Linked DNA regions of Mus musculus: regions 1 and 3 are each linked to region 2. A link is a contact called in public Hi-C and HiChIP or PLAC-seq data. All regions are on one chromosome and are shown on one strand. The core of a region is the stretch at or near the end of the contact, and the rest is flanking DNA. Distances in the headings are between cores, read along the strand shown. Region 1 overlaps Lama2 (laminin, alpha 2). Region 2 has its middle 120 kb from the start of Gm30034. Region 3 overlaps Arhgap18 (Rho GTPase activating protein 18).

Region 1 (3,141 bases), core at 239-2,738, 440 kb after region 2:
GTGAGAAAAAGCCTCATTCTCTCTTCTCTTGAGCTTGGTCAAAAGCGACCTATATTATGCCACAGCAGGCAAAAGGGCTTAAAAGTGTTTCAGGAAAGCTATAAAATTGGTCTTTATGGAGGTAGTTACTTTTTTGCCTCCCAGGAGATGGTCATTTATAAAAAGAAGACTGGCTGAAATTCATACATCTATGTAAAAGCCCAGTGGGCAGGGCAGGATAATCTATTCACAACACACAGCAATGCCTTTGCTATTACATGGCCAACAAAAGAAGCTCAAATGGTGACTTAATGTCCTGGCCCGAAAAGGCTATTAATAGAGCAAGAATCATTCTTGCAAATACTGTAGTATGCAGCCTTCCTTAGAATTCTCCAAGAGGATTCCATATGTTGTGAGTTCTTGTGGACAGAATTTCACCAAAACATCTCTAAATGTTTACCTCTGAAAACAGACACTAATAACATCAATGGATGCCATGGACTTACGGAACAATAATGTGCAGGCTGAAGAAATCTACCTGTGGGTAATGTTGCTGTTAGTGCTGCCACAGTCACTTGGTCATTCACCAAATAATATGCTAAGATAATATGCTAATATAAGCCATATTTTAATATGGCTACTAGAATGGACAGATGGCAGTTGTGAATAACGGGCGTTTTATTGGCGCTGTATTGTGGAATGTCATGTGACATTCCACAATACAGCGCCAACATGACTGTTGGTAAGCTGGAGAGTTATTGAACAGAGCCACAGCTGAGCAGCAGTCCCCCACACCTTGAACATATTATCAGATTTTCTAGACAGTCATTTCATAAACACATTCAGTTGGAGGAGAGAGGATTTAGCATAGGTCCTTCGACTCCTATGTCATTATATAGCATACTCATATACACAAGAGGAACATGGTGTAAGGGATACGCGTCACTTCTAGGCCCAAGGACATGCTTTTCCTATGTTTTGGAAACAATAATCTCTGAAAAATGCTAAAACAGCAATAACAGCAGCAATAATAGTAATTAAAAAAAAAAAACACCCAGCCTCAATCAATCTCAACATGTTACACTTCCGCCATCTGGTGGTGATGCTTCATAATACATGTAGCACACAGGGGAAAGGGGATAAAGGACAGGATGGCTTGTTTCTGCTTTGCAGGTGACAATTCTGAGGCACACAGGGATATGGGGAGCCTACTAGAGTAGTGTATTTGTCACTGAAGTAGCTGGAAAGGAAGCCATGCTCCTTGCAGTCACAGTCACAAGGAGAGGGGTCAGTTGTCCTAGCAAACCTTCCCACTCTGTTAAAAGTTCAGGTCAGTGGTCATTTCTAATTCCGGTGCAGTGCTGACACTTGTAAATTCATTAACAAATTCAAAGCAATGTATGATTTCTTGGTAAGTGGACTTTGAGTTTAGATAGCTGTAGAGCAGAGATTCCAACGGCATTTATCAAAACGAGCAGCAAGTGATGAGTCATGCTAAAAATTGTGTAATTTCCTTCCTTCATGAGTCAATGATCCCGTTAATAAGTGTGGGCTAAAGTCCCATCTGATGCTTTCCTTCGGTGATCTTTGTGGGTGAATACTAAATAGGTACTTTTTCAGCACTGACTTTGATGTCCTGATGCATACAATGCCTGCTGCTGTTCACTGAATCATGTGAACTCCTTGGATGTGAGCTCCTTGGTGGAACTGGTCATTTACAGGGATTTGTCATAAGACGGCCCCACCTGGGGTGTGGAGAATATGTTTTCCCTTTCAATACATGTCAGTGCCCAAGGCTGACTTATCCTATGGCTTCGACTATCTATAGCTTTTAGCATACTGGCACTCCCGTTGCTGCAGGAACCATTCTCTCTTGCTTTGCTTTTTTTTTTTCTTCTCAGCTCACATCTCTTCAATTTTCTAAGAACCTTATCTGAACTCTTCATTTCTACCAGAATCTGAAAGTGCCACATTCAACTTTCCAGCAAGATTCACATAAAAGAAATGCAACCAACTTGTCGTATGCCAATCCCTGTGGACTGTGCTTATCAAAAAAAGGCTTGGAGTCAATGCTGCAGCCACTCATCCCATGTGAACATATTGATGCATTTCTGCATTGATAAGCCCAGATGCTTATCAACTCCATCCCCATCATTGTAGATGAGTAATATCCACAAACATAATAAGCAGGGATGTCTTTCTCCCCAGATAGTAATGGGCTAAATAATCAGGGAGATAGTACAAGGGACTACTAGACTCCAGTTCTGTGAGATAAGATAACATGGAGAAAATACAGTCTAATCTAGGATGGTAGACCACATATAACCACAGAATTGACATATCCATTTCACAGGCCTTTTCCCAGGATACTCTTCAATTAGCCTGAAGCATAGTGAATGCTTTCTTTACATTATAAGCTGCTGGCAAAGTTAGGGGTGAAGAGTGTGAGGAAGGAACAAGTGGGCAAGAAAGACAACTCCTGTCAGTCAGGAAATATGGGGCTTGTAGGTAGAAGTTACCATCACCAAGATGAACCTGTGATGATTTTAAAAATTCCAACTTGAAATGTTGAAAACAAGATCTAAGAAGCATTTCATGCCTGAGTTTGAAATTGCTTACAAAGAGAACACATTTCAGTATCTGCCCCCTCCCCCGCCCCCAGTACTTATGTTTACCCTGAAAGTGTGAAAGTCTCCATCACCTAGTTCTCACAAAAGGAGATAGCATGATGGTTGTCACCACAGGCTAGACATGCTTCTAGCTGTTTTATGGACAGTATGTAATTCCTCACCTAATGATCATCAAAGCTAGTTGGATCACTTCAGGAGCAGGATATCACCTACATAGCTCATCTATCAATGGCAGGTGGTCTCTTCCTCCTTCTCTGTTCCTTCCTAGTTTGCCATGAAGATATAAATCTTACATATATTCCGCACTCAATGATTATATTTTATAAAATAAAATACTAAGGTAACTTTTTGTCTTAACTTTTATTCACATTTAGAAAGAAGGCTCCTTTTTTCCCCCAAAGAGAAAACGTAAATCAAATTAAATTGGATAATATGTATCATTATGAAATAGGAGCTGAATCTTTAAAATTCTGCTTGGTATGGTAGCACAGGCCTTGAACTTCAACACTTGAGAGGCAGAGGCTAGTGAATC
Region 2 (3,483 bases), core at 269-2,768:
GTGTTGATATTAACAATATTTGTACTAGTTAACTTCTGAAACTGACCCCAGTGATCCACAATACCTTTGATATTCACACCTAATAAAGACTGAAGCTTTGTCACAAAGAGATTGTAGAAGAAGCCATACAGGACTCTCAAAGTTGTTGATGGTTTTACATCTCCCTCTGCTCTCAGCTCCCAGCTTCTTTAAACTCCAAGAGAAGCTTCCATATATTGTGAGGAACCACTTGGTAAAGGTTATGTGGAAAGAAACTGCGGCACTAGAGGGCCCCACCCTGCCAGTGGATACTGTCAGTGCCCATCACCCCAGTCCTAATGTGACTGCACTTCTACAACAGCCTTAAGTGAAGACTAACCACTTCCTGAACCCCTAAGCCCAGAACTTGTCAGCACATCAAATTATTATCAAGTTTTGAGGTAATTTATTCTGTAGACACAGTAACTAGATTAATATTTTTGAGTTGAATTCTTGCTTAGAAGAGATTTTGTTTGCTTCATTAGATCTGGTTTAGTTTTAATTTTAGTTTTAGGTGTCTCATGTAACCTAGGCTTGTCCTAACTTTGCTATGTAGGTGAAGCTAGCCTTGAACTCTTGATCCACCTGCCTCAGGCTTCCAAGTGCTGGAATTACAAAAAGGAACACTATATTGCCTAAAAGTTTTGGAAATCAGCAGTGGTTTTAAGATCAAGCCTAGGCTTTCTCTTCTAACAAGATTCCATGCAGTTTCTCTCCTTAGAACTATTCCTGGGTTCCATGGTTTTAGCTCCTCACTGGATTTGCTACTGGTTAACACTGGAAGGCTACAAAGCAGATATATATATCTGCTCTCTCTCTCTCTCTCTCTCTCTCTCTCTTCCTCTCTCTCTCTCTCTCTCTATATATATATATATATAGAGAGAGAGAGACTATGGTCAGCCGTGTCCTTTAGGTTTGAAGTCTAGGTCTGATGAATGCACCTATAAAGGGTTAAACAATGAATGATAAATATATGAACCAATGGACAAACCTATTAAGTCCTGTGACATGTTTTCATGTGTTAAGCTTACTCTTGGATGCCTTTTGATTATGTTCAGAGCCTTTTACCATACTTCAAATACATATAATTTTTCCCAATTCACCCAATTATTAGGGAAGGGGATCAATCTTACAGACAAAAGGAATTTTATTAACTGTCTTTTTAAAAGATTTTACCATGTTTCTGACATGATGTTCTTGTTAACGATATAATCAACCTTGGGTTTGTATAAAGAAAACCTACACACTGCCCATTAACTATGAACTCCAACTCCCCCAGGAGATGTAAGCCCAGCATTCAGAGAGCTTCCTTCTTGTGAGGAAGGTTACAGTAAGCAAGAAAGAAGGAAATTACTCAAGAGAAATAAGGCCTGTAAAGAGTCATAAAATAAGGTAACATGTTAAACTTGCTGCATGGGTCATTTAGATGACAGCTAGGACGAGGTCTAAAACACAGGAGGAAAATGAAACGTGTATTCCAAGCAGAGAGGAAGCACAAGGCACAAAAGTCACAAGACTTGTGGCAAAAGGAAGGCCTATGAGAGAAGAGTATCTGACGGTGAATCATCAGGATGGGGTCAGCAACTGATGAGATCAGTCAGGCATTCCTACAGTAAATACAAAATGAAACCTTTTCCCTAAGAGCACTCATTATACAGTGAGGATTTTATTTTTTTTTATTGGTTACTTAATTATTTACGTTTCAAATGTTATCCCTCTTCCTGGTTTCCTCTTTGCAAACCCCCTATCTAATCTCCCCCCCCCCCCCGCTTCTATGAGGATGCTCCCCCCCACCTACTCCAGCCTCACTAAACTAGCATTCCCCCACACTGAAGCATCGAGCCTCCACAGGACCAAGGGTCTCCCTTCCCATTGATTCTAGATAAGGCCATCCTCTGCTACATATGCAGCTGGAGCCATGGGCACTCTTTGGTTGGTGGTTTAGTCCCTTGGAGCTCTGGTGCCAGGAAAGTAAGAGGCTCCCAGGACCCAATAGGGATGGCATTGCCTGAAATACCCAATAAAGGGGAGATAGAACCTGCAGAGACCATATCCAGAGGTTAGGTTTCTGACATGATGTTCTTGTTAACCTGGTCGAGGAGTGTGGCCATCCACTCATCTCAAAAATATTAACACAGAATTTTTCCTACCTAAAGGAAATACAGGGACAAAGAGTGAAGCAGAGACTGAAGGAAAGACTGCCCCACCTAGGGATCCATCCCATCTGCAGACACCAAATCCAGACACTATAGCTAATGTCAAGCAAGAAACACTTGCTGACAGGAGCCTGGTATGGCTGTCCCCTGAGAGGCTCTGCCAGAGCCTGATCAATACCGACGTGGATGCTTGCAGCCAAACATCAGACTGAGCATGGGGTCCCCAAAGGAGGAGTTATGGGAAGGACTAAAGGAGCTCAAGGGGTTTGCAACCCCATAGGAAGAAGTACAATGAGGATTTTAAACCAGTTATTAGACATATTTATAAACTGCCTTCCGGGTGCCCTGTATCTAGGAACCAGGGTCTTAGATGAGGGCATAAGTGCAAGCAAGAGATTGTTTTACATCTAGGATAGAGTACAGGGAGGAGGGTGGTGGCAATAAAGAGCAGAAGAAGCCAATACATACAAAGCATGCTTTGTAGGAAGACCCTTGGGGACTGGACGGATTACATGTGGAAGGAAGGCTTCCTGCCAAACCTCAGTTTGGCACCATCCTGGCTTGGACTGCATTATATATACAGTCATTCAAATAGCTGTTGCCCATTCTCTTCATACTTTGTAAAACAATAAAAAATTGGAAATGTCCAAACGTTAGCATTAACGATCAAGTACAGGTTTCACAAACATGAGATTTCAACTTTAGAATGGCTGTTCCGTTAGGAATGCTTGAAGCAATAAATTCAAACTTTAAGTGGTTCCTCAATGAAATCTAAAGTAGTTAACAGTATATTCAGTGTTTTTAGGGTAAGAAAAATTAAAGATTGGTCATTAACTATATAAATCTATTGTTGGAGCTTGTTTTTAAAAGAAAACTACATTTAGTATTTTTTAAAAAATTTTCTCCTCTAGATATTTGCTGATGACCGCTATTTATTGTTTATTATTGTTAAACTTCAACCCAATCTTGCCACTCTTCATGGCTCCATGCCTTGAAATGCTGCCAGTCCATCAGTACATACTGAAAACTAAAGGACTAGCTCACTTATTGTAAAATGTTTATTTGGGCTTTTAAAAATATTTATTTGGTCACAGGATACTCTAAGCACTTGTTATCTGTTTGAGTTATAAAAGTGAAGAGATTGGGTCAGATACTTCAGTTGCCTTTTTAGCATCGATGATCTAGTGAGTGTTCAGACGTTCATACGTACAAACAGGTAACCAACAATAATGCCCACAGCTGACATGGGCCATGATCAGGCTACATTAACAATACTGTTAAGAAGACTGAGAAGGTGGGTGAGGAGGGT
Region 3 (3,192 bases), core at 494-2,993, 340 kb after region 2:
CCTCCATTCCGTATTTCAATGGGAATTTTACTACAAACTTGAGGCTCTAGTGTACTCAATTTAAGGCAGTCCTTGTGAGGGACAGTCTAGGGAGTACAATGAGGTTTGGTAAGAGACACAGGGTAAGACACAAGTGATAAAAGTATTTAAAGAACATTTGTTGAGATGTGGCAACCATCTGAAAGTTATGCTGCTTATTGGATTTTTGAAAAAAGACAAGTTTCTAATTGTGTGTATGTTTGTGTGTGAGAGCATGTGTGTGCATGTCTGTGTATGTTTGTGTGTGAGAGCATGTGTGTGATGTCTGTGTATGTTTGTGTGTGAGAGCATGTGTGTGCATGTCTGTGTATGTTTGTGTGTGAGAGCATGTGTGTGATGTCTGTGTATGTTTGTGTGTGAGAGCATGTGTGTGCATGTCTGTGTATGTTTGTGTGTGAGAGCATGTGTGTGCATGTCTGTGTATGTTTGTGTGTGAGAGCATGTGTGTGTAAGTGTCTGTGTATGTTTGTGTGTGAGAGCATGTGTGTGTAAGTGTCTGTGTATGTTTGTGTGTGAGAGCATGTGTGTGTAAGTGTCTGTGTATGTTTGTGTGTGAGAGCATGTGTGTGTAAGTGTCTGTGTATGTTTGTGTGTGAGAGCATGTGTGTGTAAGTGTCTGTGTAGGTCAGAAGAGGGGGTTGGGTCTCCTGGAGCTGCAGCTGCAGGTGGTTGTAAACCTCCCTATCTATGTAGGTGCTGGGACCTGAGTTCCAGGATGCCAGAGGAACACTAAGTGCTCCTCACCACTTCTCTATTTTTTCACTTTCATTGACATTTTCTCTCGCCACGTTTGAAAATAGTCTAATCATAAAGAGGTGTCTAATTAGATACAGCATGGCATATTTATATCACCTCATATAAAAATATACACAATATAAAATTTTTATATCATGAAGTACACTGAAAAGTAAATAAAATAAAATAAAAATAAAAGTGACACCAGTAAAGAGTAGAAAATAAGACTTGTGATGGGTGAGAATTAGGGCTGGTTTTTTTTTTTTTTTTCTTTTTCTTTTCTTCTAATTTCAGGGAAAGAACCCAGCGCTGACTACTGTATCCCTGAGCTAAATTCTCCAACTCCCAAACTTTGTAAACATTTACCCGGTGTAAGACACATTGCTAATGATTTTGTAAACATTATCTTATTTTAAAATCCTGTTTCCGTAGTTAGGGTATATTGTCTTATTTCAGATAAGGAAAGAATATTTTAAACAGCAATTTTAATCTTCTGTAGAGGGAAAAGAGTTGGGATTGAAGACCAACTCTCTTTAAAACCTACCAGTTCTTACTGATTTTCTGAAACGGCATCAGATTGTAGCCTCTAGGAAGAATCTATTCCAAATCTTTGAGTTCATTGTGTTGGTTCTGATTATGTGCTGCTGCTGGTATGAAATGACACACAGGTAGCTTTTAAAATAAGCCTGAGTAGGGGGAAAGGGCCAGTTGAAAAAGAAATTTAGAACAAGAGCTAGCAGGAGTAGGGAAATGTGGCTACTGGTCGTATGTTAGGCGTATGTGAGACTGAATTCTGTTAGTGAGACTTGCCTACTTAGGGGTGGGTTGCAGTTCCTGCGTCACTCAGAGCTTCAGATACATCTTTGAAGTTAACCTAGAAATTATACTCGAGGGCACAGAATGCTGTGTAACTCCAGGGTGATTCAAGGGTGAGAAAACAGCAAGACAGACCCAAGGCATGCTCGTATTTACATAGTGAGTCACTGAAAATGGGAAATGACTTGTCAGAATTAAGAGAAACACGAAGAATGTATGTTGTCTTAGAATCTCAGGCAAGAAGAGCAAATTTAGGAAGTGCTGATGTAGAAGCACCAAATACTGCAGAAAAGTCAATGATGACTGTCACTCTGGAGTATTGTCAGACCTGGATAATAAAGCCAGGTAATTAGGGATTGGGGTGGCGATCTTAAAGATACTATGTATGCTATTAAAGCTAAGTATATACAACTGGACATTCATGCTATTAAGATAAGCTTGACTAGATAAATGAGTTCTTTGAGCCAAGTTATAATACTTAATTTGCCTAATAAGACAAATATTTTCATGACTACAATGTATTAATCGATATGAACATGAGTGTTCTCAAATACTATTAAGTTTTGTCCATTATGATAGGAAGATACAATCACAAAATTATAGACCATTAGAAATAGTTATTTTCTGTTAGCAATTAACTTATTGGGCTCTTGTTCTCTCTATATACCCAGTTTTGGTATATGTAAACTTATATATTTAGTTGTATTTCAGTGGGGAGGGAACTAAGGATGGAACCCTCTATTTAGGCACACAGAGTCCCACTGTACTGTACTCTAAAACATGTATCTTCTCTGATATTGAAAAAGTAGAAACAATAGCATCTGAGCCCCAGCATGAAGTCCCTTTGTGAATGTTGTTCTTTCTCCTACTTGTTCGGCACACTTTTTCCTGCTTTAGTCTTCTTATGCTAATCACAGACATCCTTCCTTGCACCTGTAATTCCTCAGATGGCCTCTGTCTAATAAGCATGCACGGGCAGCTTTGATGATCACTTAGTGACAAATTGCTGAAGCTCCCAGGCTTCATTTCCAGCCTGGTCTTTGATTTACGTGATCCTTCCACGGCTGCCCACCTCCCAGAGAGACTTTTACAAGCTTGGGCTGTAGGAGTCCCATATATCTGATGTTATCTCCCACTTCTGGTCACATGGGCTCAGGAAACCAAACTTCTCATGGTGTCCTTCACTTCGACGTTCCCTCTGAATGACCTGGTGTCAGACACTAAAGCAGAGCTCCAGTTTTGAAATGTTTCCAAAAGCCCCAGATGATCTTGTAAGAGATTCAGGTTTAAGGACATGGGCTGGAGGATGCTGGAGTCAGCTGAATAACAATCAGGCTCTGGTGGCTTACCCATGAGCCACAGCCCTCCTAGGCATTCACCTGGGGTTTCATTGAGAAGGTCGTCAAGAGTATTGATCATTGTGACAGGTAGTGATCACCAGTTCTAGCACCTACTTTTTAGATCAGGACAACAGAGTCTAGCTTAACTTGGAGACTCATGTGGAAAATCAAATCAAACGTCACACTCTTATTTTTATGACACACTCCATCTTAAATAGAAAATACAAATATCATGTAAAAAAAATAGGACTTATTTCACTGT

Evidence for each region. A called contact is a pair of places that touch in the nucleus more often than the background predicts. HiChIP or PLAC-seq counts read pairs in DNA pulled down with a chosen protein or histone mark.
Region 1: a contact with region 2 is called in an H3K4me3 HiChIP or PLAC-seq map of bone marrow-derived macrophages, with 4 times the contacts expected there. The contact joins two enhancer-like sites. A contact is called at or near these places in 2 of 484 Hi-C or Micro-C datasets (bone marrow-derived macrophages and epidermal suprabasal cells) and 1 of 115 datasets of contacts at active chromatin or transcription factors (bone marrow-derived macrophages).
Region 3: a Hi-C map of the HPC-7 cell line shows a contact between it and region 2, with 3 times the contacts expected there. The contact joins two enhancer-like sites. A contact is called at or near these places in 1 of 39 promoter capture datasets (the 3T3-L1 cell line), 14 of 484 Hi-C or Micro-C datasets (the 3T3-L1 cell line, the C2C12 cell line, the HPC-7 cell line and 9 more) and 3 of 115 datasets of contacts at active chromatin or transcription factors (acute myeloid leukemia, bone marrow-derived dendritic cells and bone marrow-derived macrophages).

The regions. Positions count from the first base shown.
Region 1 is chr10:26,994,668-26,997,808 of GRCm38.p6, forward strand. The region is part of intron 58 of Lama2 (laminin, alpha 2); the gene reads right to left. Among named protein-coding and RNA genes, the nearest start is that of Gm40618, 14 kb to the left of the region's middle. Within about 2 kb of position 1,489, at least 78 of the 459 cell types and tissues checked have an H3K27ac peak or open chromatin away from gene starts, as enhancers often do. A contact at or near this core is called in bone marrow-derived macrophages, where this site is marked.
Region 2 is chr10:26,557,988-26,561,470 of GRCm38.p6, forward strand. No RefSeq gene overlaps it. Among named protein-coding and RNA genes, the nearest start is that of Gm30034, 120 kb to the left of the region's middle. Within about 2 kb of position 1,519, at least 38 of the 459 cell types and tissues checked have an H3K27ac peak or open chromatin away from gene starts, as enhancers often do. A contact at or near this core is called in the C2C12 cell line, the HPC-7 cell line and bone marrow-derived macrophages, where this site is marked.
Region 3 is chr10:26,894,203-26,897,394 of GRCm38.p6, forward strand. All of the region lies in intron 12 of Arhgap18 (Rho GTPase activating protein 18), which reads left to right. Among named protein-coding and RNA genes, the nearest start is that of Gm30534, 70 kb to the right of the region's middle. Within about 2 kb of position 1,744, at least 33 of the 459 cell types and tissues checked have an H3K27ac peak or open chromatin away from gene starts, as enhancers often do. A contact at or near this core is called in the C2C12 cell line, the HPC-7 cell line and bone marrow-derived macrophages, where this site is marked.